Linked DNA regions of Sus scrofa: region 1 is linked to region 2. A link is a contact called in public Hi-C data. All regions are on one chromosome and are shown on one strand. The core of a region is the stretch at or near the end of the contact, and the rest is flanking DNA. Distances in the headings are between cores, read along the strand shown.

Evidence for each region. A called contact is a pair of places that touch in the nucleus more often than the background predicts.
Region 1: a contact with region 2 is called in a Hi-C map of embryonic fibroblasts, with 2.2 times the contacts expected there. The contact joins the enhancer-like site here to the promoter of NUDT6 in region 2. A contact is called at or near these places in 3 of 5 promoter capture datasets (fetal liver, fetal skeletal muscle and liver), 4 of 47 Hi-C or Micro-C datasets (embryonic fibroblasts, omental adipose tissue, retroperitoneal adipose tissue and 1 more) and 2 of 2 datasets of contacts at active chromatin or transcription factors (alveolar macrophages and skeletal muscle).

What each region holds. Positions count from the first base shown.
Region 1 is chr8:102,167,151-102,172,762 of Sscrofa11.1, reverse strand. TRPC3 (transient receptor potential cation channel subfamily C member 3) reads right to left here. Exons shown (of 11, transcript NM_001145749.1): 4 at 3,040-3,256; 5 at 710-943. Among named protein-coding and RNA genes, the nearest start is that of TRPC3, 22 kb to the right of the region's middle. Within about 2 kb of position 1,777, at least 1 of the 83 cell types and tissues checked has an H3K27ac peak or open chromatin away from gene starts, as enhancers often do. A contact at or near this core is called in embryonic fibroblasts, where this site is marked.
Region 2 is chr8:101,238,158-101,243,662 of Sscrofa11.1, reverse strand. It overlaps NUDT6 (nucleoside diphosphate-linked moiety X motif 6), which reads right to left and starts at 1,496. Exons shown (of 8, transcript XR_002346434.1): 1 at 1,467-1,496. SPATA5 (spermatogenesis associated 5) reads left to right here and starts at 2,564. Exons shown (of 17, transcript NM_001177913.1): 1 at 2,564-2,708. The coding sequence starts at 2,564.

The sequences.
Region 1 (5,612 bases), core at 528-3,027, 930 kb before region 2:
TTGCAGTTCCCCAGTTTGGCCTCTAGGGAAGGGAGGCGAACATTGCTTCAATGGGTTTGCTGTGGGAAGGAGGCCATCAGCATCCTCACCGAGGATGTCCCTGGTTCTCCTGCTCCTCACTCTCGAGAGTCTTGTGTGAGCCCCACGCAAGTCGCCCAGAGGAGGAGCACAACATCCTCTGCAGCATTTCTGTCCTTTTGGCAAAGTTTACATTCTGATGGTCGCTTTAGTGCCTACTTCTTGCCTCTGCAAAAATTTTTGTTCACTTCAACTATAGAGCAGTGTAGCACCTTTTATTATTTTATCTCCTCCAACCCAGGCTCTCAGGGACTCATCTTCCACATCAAGCAGCTTATCAAGCTATTTCCCCCCAATTGATACAATTTCATGTTCTAAAAATATTTGAAGTAATTACGTTGTTAGGCTTAAAGGTAACTTTCTCCCACCTTGCAGTAGCTCCTTTTTAGAGATATGAAAACAAAGGCACAGAGAAGTAAACTAATTTGAACAAAGTCACAGAGCAAGGGAGAGTCAGTGCTTTGCTATGCATCCAGTTTTGTACAGCTCTGAAGCTCATGCTCTCTCCACTGTCTCTAGAAATTCAACATGCATCTCATCCTAAACATACTATGTATGAAGTATTTCCTTCTAAAACGTGGTTCCGATACCCTTCCTAAAGCATACAAGGATTGTGCAGCTAAGGACTCACCATAAGTGAAATACTGTATCTCTGGTGGAAGTGTAACTTCACTGAGGTCACTCTCTTGGACATAACTGTCCACATACTGCTGTGCCTTTGTTGCCTGAAGGAAAGCCAGGAATCTGGCCGTGAAAGCCGCGATGAAGATGGAGAGCATTCCGAAGTCTAGGACATTCCACAACTGCAAAATGTATTCCCTGGGTCCTTCCAGCCAGAGCTCCTTGCACTCAGACCACATCATTCCTGTCACAAGACACACAGATGACAGATGAGATTTTAGAGCCTGGACCGAGAGACTATCGTCTCATCCACCAAGAGTCTCTACCTATAAAAAGCTCCCCATGTAAATCATGTCACCAGGGACTGTAAAGGATGGCCAAAGCTCACAGAGGCTCCTGGCTGCTAATGGAAGATGAGGCTTTGTCTGAAGGAATGATTCACTCCACCAAGTTAGATTTCAGTGAAATATAGTTCTGCATGTGGCAGTAGAAACCATGCTACTTTTATAGGGGTGGAGCAGAAGGGGCGGGGGGAGGAAATAAGCAGGGAAGACTCTTCAGGTCAAGTGAAATATTTGGAGGAGAGGAGAAAATTCGTCTCTATGAAATTACAATGGTTAATTATTAAATCATGGTGATTACTGGAGGAAAAAGCCCCTTATTGAGAAACTTACTATAGATTCTTTCCTTTTTTTTTTTTTTTTTTTTTGTCTTTTTAGGGCCACATGCATGGCATATGGAGGTTCCCAGGCTGGGGTTAAATTGGAGCTGTAGCTGCTGACCAGCAGCTACAGCAAGGCCAGATCCAAGCCACATCTGTGACCTGCACCACAGCTCACTGCTGGATCCTTAACCCACTGATCGAGACCAGGGATCAAACATGCGTCCTCATGGATGTTAGGTTCATTTCCACTGAGCCACGATGGGAACTCTAGTTTTTTTTTTTTCCCCATGCTCTGGCATGTGGAAGTTCCCAGGCAAGGGTTCAAACCCATGCCATAGCAGTGCCCTCAGCCCGCTGCAGTGACGACACAGGATCCTTAGCCCACTGCACCATGAGAGAACTCTAACCACAGACTTTTAACAAGAACCATTTCCCAGTCATCCAGGACATTTACTTTACTCCTCTACCCTCTATCCTCATTTCAGCCTCATGCTGAAGGAATGTCACTGGAAAAAGAAGAAACCTTATGTAGGAGGCCCTAAGACATGATGAAGAAACTGAAAGCAGAAAATGCCGTTCTGAGAGGAAGAGCAAAAAATTCCAACTACTTGTCCTGACTATGTAAGGGGAAAACATTACAGATTTTTTAAAAGAAATGTAATGGCTCAAAATCAAATTAATAAAATAATTACTTGACCCAGGTTGAGATCCCAGGAGTGAATGAAGGGAAGAAATGACCCATTAATTCAAGAACTGTGAAAATACCAAGAAACACGCTGGGTGAAATAGGCTGAATATATAAAAATGACTTTGAATTAGTGACCCTTAGATAAACTGGTTCCAATGTTCTTTTTTTTTTCATATCACTTAGAATTTTTGCTTTAACATAGCTATTCAAAATGAGCTATTGTGAAGTGAAGTAGCAAACATTCTGAAAATGGAAACTCCTTAAAAAAACCCCTCTGGAACTAAAGCAATGAAAGTTTTTTAAACATCAGTTAATAGACACTGGGTTATTTCGGAAGCATTTCAAATAAATACTTGATCATCACAGTGAGTCATATTTTTAAAAGTGTATTTTATTCAATAACTGAAGTCCAATTTCTGAAACATGGTATATTTATAATTAAGCTCATGTTATTCTTGAAAACTTTAGTTTTCCTGTTAAGGGATACCTTTCAGCACTATCAAGCTGCCAAATTACTTGATCACCTGCTATTCATCTTGCAGTGGTGATGCTGTCACCATATAATGGATAATTTCATTTTATTTATTTATTTATTTCAGGGTCTCTTCAGGGCTGCACCCGAGGCATATAGAGGTTCCCAGGTTAGGGGTCCAATCAGAGCTGTAACCGCTGACCTACACCACAGCCACAGCAACATGGGATCCCAGCTCTGCCTGCAACTACACCACAGCTCACGGCAATGCCAGATCCTTAACAAACTGAGCAGGCCAGGGATCGAACCCGCGTTCCTCATGTATGTTAGTCAGATTCGTTAACTGCTGAGCCACGATGGGAACTCCGACAATTACATTTTACATAGAAAATGGAGAACACTGTGAACCAACTATAACGGAAAAAATAAAAATCATTAAAAATAAGATAAATATAAAATGGCAGTCGTTACACTGACATTATTTTTGGTAAAAATTAAAAGACATAAAAGGCTTACCGAGAACCCAGACCATAATTAGCATTTCCGTCCATGTGAACTGGGTGGTTTTCACCCTGAAGATCTGTTTGGGATAGTCAATAACAGTGATATTTGGCAACGTGGTGATGCCTTCAAATCTGTCTGAGGCATTGAACACAAGCAGGCCTAGGAAGATGATGAAAGAAGCAGCATGTGCCACAAACTTCATAAAAGGACTCCGTAGAACTTTCCCCAGCTGTCATAAGGCAAAAAAGAAAAGAAAAGAAAAGAAAAGAAAACTTTTACTTTAGAGAATCTGGCTTCCGCATATGAAGATTACTATACAGGATAGAAAAAAAGAAATGAAATGAGAACATTCTCAAAATTCTGCTTCTGTTTCTAAAGAGCTATTCATTGTGAAAATTACTCCTCTTAAGGGATGCTTCCTCCAAGAATAATTTAAGAAGCCTTCAAATTTCATTGTTTATCAATATCCAATCTGTCTTCATTAACAGATGCACTTCTGGAAATCACAAGGCATATACAGGTTATTCTTATTTTTAAATGAAAGACTATGCAATGTCAAGGATTTTAGAGTCTAGGAAAAGAAACTCCAAATTTGTCATGCGTAATTCTTTACAACTGAAATGTTATGATGAATTTGTAGACTCATTCATTTATAATTGAAATGTTATGAGGTGTCCATAGCACATGACAACCCCTGGAAGCCTATGAAAAACTTACTGCCAGAGAAATAAATTTTTGTTCTCACTTCTAAATATTCCAAAATCAATTTGTACTTCATATGATATAAAAAAAACAGAAAATACTATAATCAAGTAAATATTTTATCTGTTACTATCCAATCAGAGCAGAGAGATACATAATAATTAAAAACTCTAAGTAGGTTAACAATTAAAAATCGTCCCTGGGTTTGTAAAATCATATAAATAGTACAAAAGCATTCTTAAAGTTCAGTCTATAATGATTTTAAGGTAACTCTTTTTAAATCCCATGTGATATCATGTCCTTAAAAGCCCTATGTTCTAGTAGAAATGAAAAACAATTCTTCTGTAGTCTAAGCATTAGGTACATTCTAAGTTCTCTATTCTGCATACTCAGACCCTACTTTCAGACTCTGTCTGTGACCTGAAGAAGTACCAAGGTTCGCATTTAAGAGACTGTAACTTCAAACAAATGTTTTTGTTATGTCCAGAACCTTAATTTAATGTCAACAAATAACCAAAGAATGTCAAGCATTTCTGGGATTGCACATGAATGCACACAGACAAATGTCACAGTCGCCTTATTAGACACAGAAAAATAAACCACACTTTTATATATCACTGTGCTGTAGAGAGGGCACACTGGGGTAGCTCGTCCACAGCCCACAGTGATGTGGAGGGAGTTTTCAAGTCTGTTTCTCCTAAAGCTAATCTTAAATAACATGGGGGGAAAAAAAAAGCCAGCATGCTTATCTTAAAAATGAGACATGTGAAGAATTCTTGCTATGTTAACTTTTCACGAGAGAAAAGTCGTATATGGCAGGTATAAATGTGGGCTCCAGAAATGACTCAGTTCCCTCCTTTGTCTTCTTAGCTGGGCAGAGTTCCAGCACATCATTAACTGCCTTTTTCCAAGTGAAAAGAAAAAAGAATGGACTTCAAGATGCCTACTTCAGACCTGACATGTTTTAACTGAGGAAGCTGCCCTAAGAGACAAACACATATAAACCTGAACTTTCCAACTCATTTGCCCCAGAAAGGGAAATTATTTGGGTAGGATATGATTTTTGCTTTAAATGCATGCTCTCCCCTTATTTATAGTTTTAGGACTTTAGTGTTCATGTATTATCAGAATCTTATGGTACTTTTCCATGATACATAACAAAGGAACTTAGTTGAGTCATCAAAATTGATCAAAATGACAATCTTTTCTGCCTTAAATTGCGTGGGCAGCTCAACAGTGAAGTGAGATGGATGAATCTTTTCACACAGCACAGGCCTACGGAGGGGGGCCTGTGCCAGGGGAGACGGCTACACCAGAGATGAAGGATTTCCAGGGTCAGTTGTGAGTGGCCTTGACTCATTTTGCCTGAAACCACCTTTGATTTAAACCGAACCAGATTTTGGAACATAAAAACAGGATTAAAGGATCTCAGAACTGCTTCTTCTCGCTGGCAGTGCCCTTTCTTAACCTAAGACAGATTCTGTTAGCATGACTCCTATTCCTTTCCACATCTCGCTCAGAGGATCTTTTAGGCACAAGTGAATTGACTGGATACAGATCAAGTTGAGAGAGGGATAAAGGTAGTGAACCAAGTAATTCTAGCAAAACCAAATAGATAAACAATCTAAAAAAACCCAAGGCCCCAAACCCAAATTCTCTATTTTTCAGAATCTCCTAAAGGCACAAAGGGCTGGGGGAACCTGACATGCACTGTCTTGAAGACTTGATAACATCACTGCTCACAATTTGTTTATTCACTCAGCCTTGGGTCTCTTTGACAGGTTCAACCCAGCTGCCCTTTCATTTCTCAGGCTGTTTCTTGGAACCACTGCTGTCAGACTGTTCCCTTCCATAGGCCAGCCCCGTGGACTCTCTATTTATTA
Region 2 (5,505 bases), core at 247-2,746:
AGCTCAACAACATATTACCTGTTCATTCATCTAACTTTACAGTTATCAATAACAGGAACAATAAAGCAACAGACTTCATGTGTAAAGGTACTTAACTCTTGCTAATACATTATATACAATCAGTCCAATTTACTCGAATAGATTTGGATTTAATGGGCTTTCTTCTCAGGTTATTTTAGTTTATTTTTATAGGCAATATGATTAGGTTTTGTTTGACTCAATGACAACTAGCAATGGCACTTAACGGTGCTGTAAGAACACATTCTAGAGCCAGGGAAGTTAATCTGTCTCAGTACCATCATCCCTGAAATGAGGATAATAGTACATACCACACAAGTTGTTATGAGAATTAAATGAATCTGTATTCATGAAGTTTTAAAAAGTGTCTAGCACTTAGTGCAATTGCATTAAAAAGTTACAAAAAGCATATGGTACTTCAAAGTTTATAAATTAGTTTCATGTAATTTATCTCTGATCACATCTATCCAGTAAAGTAATTAGAGCTAGCATTATTCACATAAGCAACCTAAGATAAAAATATTTTCAGTGGTGATTTGCCTAATGGCTGGCTAGCTGTGTGGCAGAATCTGGGACTTGAAACTTGGGTGTGGGACTCCAAACCCAACCCACTTTCTGCTTTACCTTCCTGAGATAGTGCTTTGATCACTTGTTTGGCCACTTACGAGTAACAAGTGTGTGCAATAAACACCTGTGTCTACCCACACATATGACACACATTAGAGGATGAACACCGATTTGATCTGCTGGAGTTAGCAACTGTCCCAAGTAGGAGAGAAAACAGGTGAAGAGATAAGTAGCTTGGAAATGAGGATGCTTAAAGATTAACTAGCTCTACTCTATTACCATAGATGCTCACTTGCCATATGCTGCACAGAATAAAGATTATTTGAAGTTTCCTCTTAGTGTGAGAGGATATTTTTCCATGGCTAAATATCCTTTCTCTGCTTTCAATTTGATTATGAAGACCCTCAAGGGCAGTTTGAAAAACAGGTTGCTCCACCAAATCGAGGGCTCTCAAAGTGAAGGTTCCTCTTCACAAGCTTTCTTTTTTTTAATCATTGAATTCAAGGTTCAAAGAGAATAAAGAGAATGGTGAGCTTTGTTCCTGAAGACTGAAACCATTCACCAATCTCCCCCGCTAATTATAAAGGGAGTGTTGCTTTCTAAGTAGAAGAAACTCTCTAGTTCTGGGCACCAGAGCTCCTGATCCCACTTGTGAACAAATACGACCACTCGGAGCCTCTTCGGCCCACTTACGGTCCACCACCTGTATCAGAAAACGCGATAGGGTGTTTTTTTGTTTGTTTTGCCTTGGGCAAAGTGCCGGGCAGAACCAAGTCTCAGTAAACGGCAGTAAATAATTATGAAATAATATTAACAAACGCGGAGCAGTAAGTACGCGGCAGCTATAACGCTAAGCACTTAATAAGCATTGTCCAACTTACCCCTTAACAATCCCATGAGTTCCTGTTACCTGGTTTTACAGATGAAAAAAAGGTGATTTACAAAACTTGCCCAAGATCACACACTAGAAAGAGGACCAGAAAGTAGGGCTGCAGACCTAAAGTTTGAGCTCGTCACCATTTCCCCAACAGCCTCGGAAACCTCCCAGCCAAGGGCACGAGAACGAAAGGCAGAAAACGGGTGCGGGTCACACACGCCCTCTCTCCTTCCCTCCAGAGCGACTCGGGAGTGGGAACCCCAGTTACTTGGTTAGAAAGGTCGGGAGCCCGGGGAGCCTTGATCCAAGCGCACTTGCCCTGCAAAGCTCTCTGGAAGGCGACGGTGTCCAGGCGGTCCAGAGCGTCTAGTTTCACCGAGACGCCCCCGAATCTGTCCAGCTCACCCCTCAGCTCGCCAGCTACGGAAGGGGGGTCCCGAGAGCAACCCAGGAAACTCGAGGCCCCACGGAGCCCTGCATAAAGCATTGCGTGGCGCACCCGAGCCAGCCCAGTGAACCAGCAGCGGCCGCTCCGCAGCGGCGGCATTTCCACGCAGGCTCTCGTGGCCTCAAGCCTCAGCTTCCAAATTACCCAGCGGGTTTGCCTTAGAACGAAGAATGCTACCGTAAGTTTTAGAAGAGTACCACCCACCCTATCTCAGGGTTGAGCAGGCATTACCGCTTTGCAGCTCTAGGTAGAGGAAACGGCAGTCCTGTTGACTGACTCCTCTCAGAAGTTTGCCTGGCTCCCGCCAAGCGGGGAGAAACTCCCACAGCTTTCCACCCTCCCGGAGTTACCCCCACCCATTTTAATATTAAAGGGACGTTTGTTCAGGGATGGAAAATGCGGTGGAGATAAGAAAAATTCCTGTTTTTCAGGAATTTACAATCTAAAGGACAGTTCTGTCCACCTACTCCTTGGCAGAAGTCAGAACCTCTTCAACGAAGGATCCTCGGTTCTCCCGCTCCTCCTGCGCTCCACTCCGGGGATTACGGCGCGGAACAGAGCCTCGCTGGCTTCTGCCCCGGAAGTTTTTCTCTCAGTGAAGCGCGCACGTTGAGCCGGCTTCACCGCTGCTTCTCTCAGGCAGCCTTGAGATCATGTCTTCCAAGAAGAACAGAAAACGCCTGAACCAAAGCACCGAGAATAGTTCGCCCTCGGCCTCCGCTGCTTCCTTTCCTGAGGGGGCCACAGCTTCAGCCGTGGCGGCCGGGACTTTGGTGGTGATCAACTTCCTAGAAAAGGGTAAAGAGTTCTGAGAGGGAGGTCCGAGGCCGAGGGGGTGCTGCCTGAGAGGACGAAAACCTAGCGGTTCTACCTTGAGGGGAAGAGGTTTTTAAAAAGTTGGTCGAGGCAGCGATATGAGCGCGGCACAGAAGTCCTAAAACACCTGAAGCTGCGCCTGCATTGGAAACGTGAGGCAGAAATGACTTAACCATGGCAAGTCAAGCTGCATTTTTTGAATTTCTAAGTTTCACTTGAAACAGCCTAGGCTTGTTTAAGATTAACGGCATATGTAAGTGTAAAATCGCTCATATCAAGCGAGCTTTGTATACAATCACCCAGTTCGGTGACCATGTGGACCCGTCCTTCTTGAGAGAGAGGTCGATGTGCCTTTAAGATTGATAAGTGGCTTTTCCCCTGTTACACCAGTTCTGGTATTTAATAACAGCTGTTAATTGTACACTGGCGTTAGCAGTAGGTTGCGCATTTCACTTACGTGTCTCATTTACTCTTCTCAGAGCTTGGGAGATGGTATTGTGTTCTGCCCATTTTACAGAGGAAGAAAAGTTAACGTGACCGCCCCAGGTTACACAGCCTACTAAATAAATAACAAAGGTTTATTTGAGGCCAGAAGTATTTGACTCTAAAGCCATTGCTTTAGATCAGGGCAACCTTGACTTGAGAGAACGGATTTAACCGAAACGCATTTAGTTGGTAAAGCTTCTAACAGTCTTGATGTTTTGTGGTTTTTAAAAATGGTTCAGATTAACCTAGCGGCAAGATTTTTATTTCTCTATTGCAGACCCTAAAGACTATCTTCAAGTTAACATTGCGTTTTCAGTCTCTTTTGGGGATCAGAGGGCAACTAGTTGGGTCTTGCTGTCTTGCACAATCTCTTTTTCTTTCTTTCTTTTTTTTTTTGCTTTTTATGGCCGAACTCTGGGCATATGGAGGTTCCCAGGCTAGGGGGTCCAGTCGGAGCCACAGCTGCTGCTCTTCTCTCACTCCTCAGCCTCTTCCTATTTGACATCCACCCTATTATTCCATCAAAATGGCACCTGCCCTGGTGGCTGATTATCTCCATGTGGATAAATCCAATGGATGGTATTTCATTATTTGACCCCTCAGCAGCTTTTGGTATTGTCTGTCAGCCATTTCTACCTTCTTTAAACAGTTTTCTTCTTGACTTATGTATCATCACTTTCCCAGAGTTTTCCCCTTCTTTGGTTGGTACTTAATCAGTTTGTTTTGCAGGCTCACCCTTATCTACCTAACTGTCCAAAGTAGAAGCTTCTTAATCCTTAGTCCTAAACCCTCTTTTTCTCTATATGAACTTTCTTCAGCAAGTTCATCCACTTCCCAGAGTTTCCCATTTATACCCTTATTTTCCAGATTTGTATGTGTAATTTATATTGTTTCTGAGTCGATTCAATTGTCTTCTAGACCAATGCGTTTCAAACTCTGTAGGAAAGATTTTGAAATTAATGACGTGGCACAGTAACACTGTTGTAAAATAAAATAGAAGTAAATTACTGGCAGATAAGTTAGAGATTTTTATTAGATTCAACATATGTAGAATTACTTTGTCAAAATGCGATAAAAGCTTCTAAATGCATATCATTTTTTTGTTCTTACCTCATCATGAACAGTAACAAATAGTTTGTGGACTACATTTTTTTTAAATTGGAATATAGTTGATGAACAATATTTTGTTAGTTTCAGGTGTATGTCATTGTGATTCCCTTTTTTTTTTTTTTTTTTCTTTTTAGGGCTGCATTGGTGGCATGTGGAAGTTTCAGACTAGGGGTCCAATCAGAGCTGCAGCTGCTGCCCTACACCACAGCCTACACCACAGCCATAGAAATGCAGGATCCGAGCCTTTTTTGCCACCTACACCACAGCTCACAGCAACGCCATATCCCTGATTGAGGTCTGGGAGCCTGAGATTGAACTACATCCAGTGGATACTAGTTGGGTTTGATTACACTGCACAACAATGGGAATTCCCCACTTTTACTGCACCTGTTGAGGTGATCATATGGTTTTTGACTTTTGTTAATGTGGTATATGATGTTGATTGATTTGTGTATGTTGAACCATCCCCACTTTTAAATACATTAAATGATTACCATGATAAGTCTAGTACCATCTATCACCATACAAATTAATATAGTATTATTGAGTATATTCATTATACTGTACTTCTCTGTGACTTACTTTTTAATCGGAAGTTTGTACCTCTTAATTCCTTTCACCTGTTTTGCCCAACCCCCTCCACTCTTCTCCCAGCTAGCAACCATCCCTTTGTTCTTTGTATCCATTTGTCTGTTTCTATTTGTTTTGTTTTTTAGATTCCACATATAAGCGAAACCATATATTTGTCTTTTTCTGACTTACTTCACTTATAATATCCTCTAGATCCATCCGTGTTTTTGCAAATGGCAAGATTTCATTCTTTTTATGGCTGAATAATATTCCATTTTACTATATCCATTTTATATGTATAAAAGTTCTCTATATATTTTGGATATTAATCCCTTATCAGATATATCATTTGCAGAAGTCTTCTCTCATTTAGTAGGCTGCCTTTTTGTTTTGATAGTTTCCTTCACTGTGCAAGAGCCTTTTAGTTTGATGTAGATTCATTTTTTTTATTTTTGCTTCTGTTGCCCTTGCCTTAAGAGATCCAAAGGGAGTTCCCATCGTGGTGCAGTGGTTAACGAATCCAACTAGGAACCATGAGGTTGTGGGTTCGCTCCCTGGCCTTGCTCAGTGAGTTAAGGATCTGGTGTTGCCGTGAGCTGTGGTGTAGGTCACA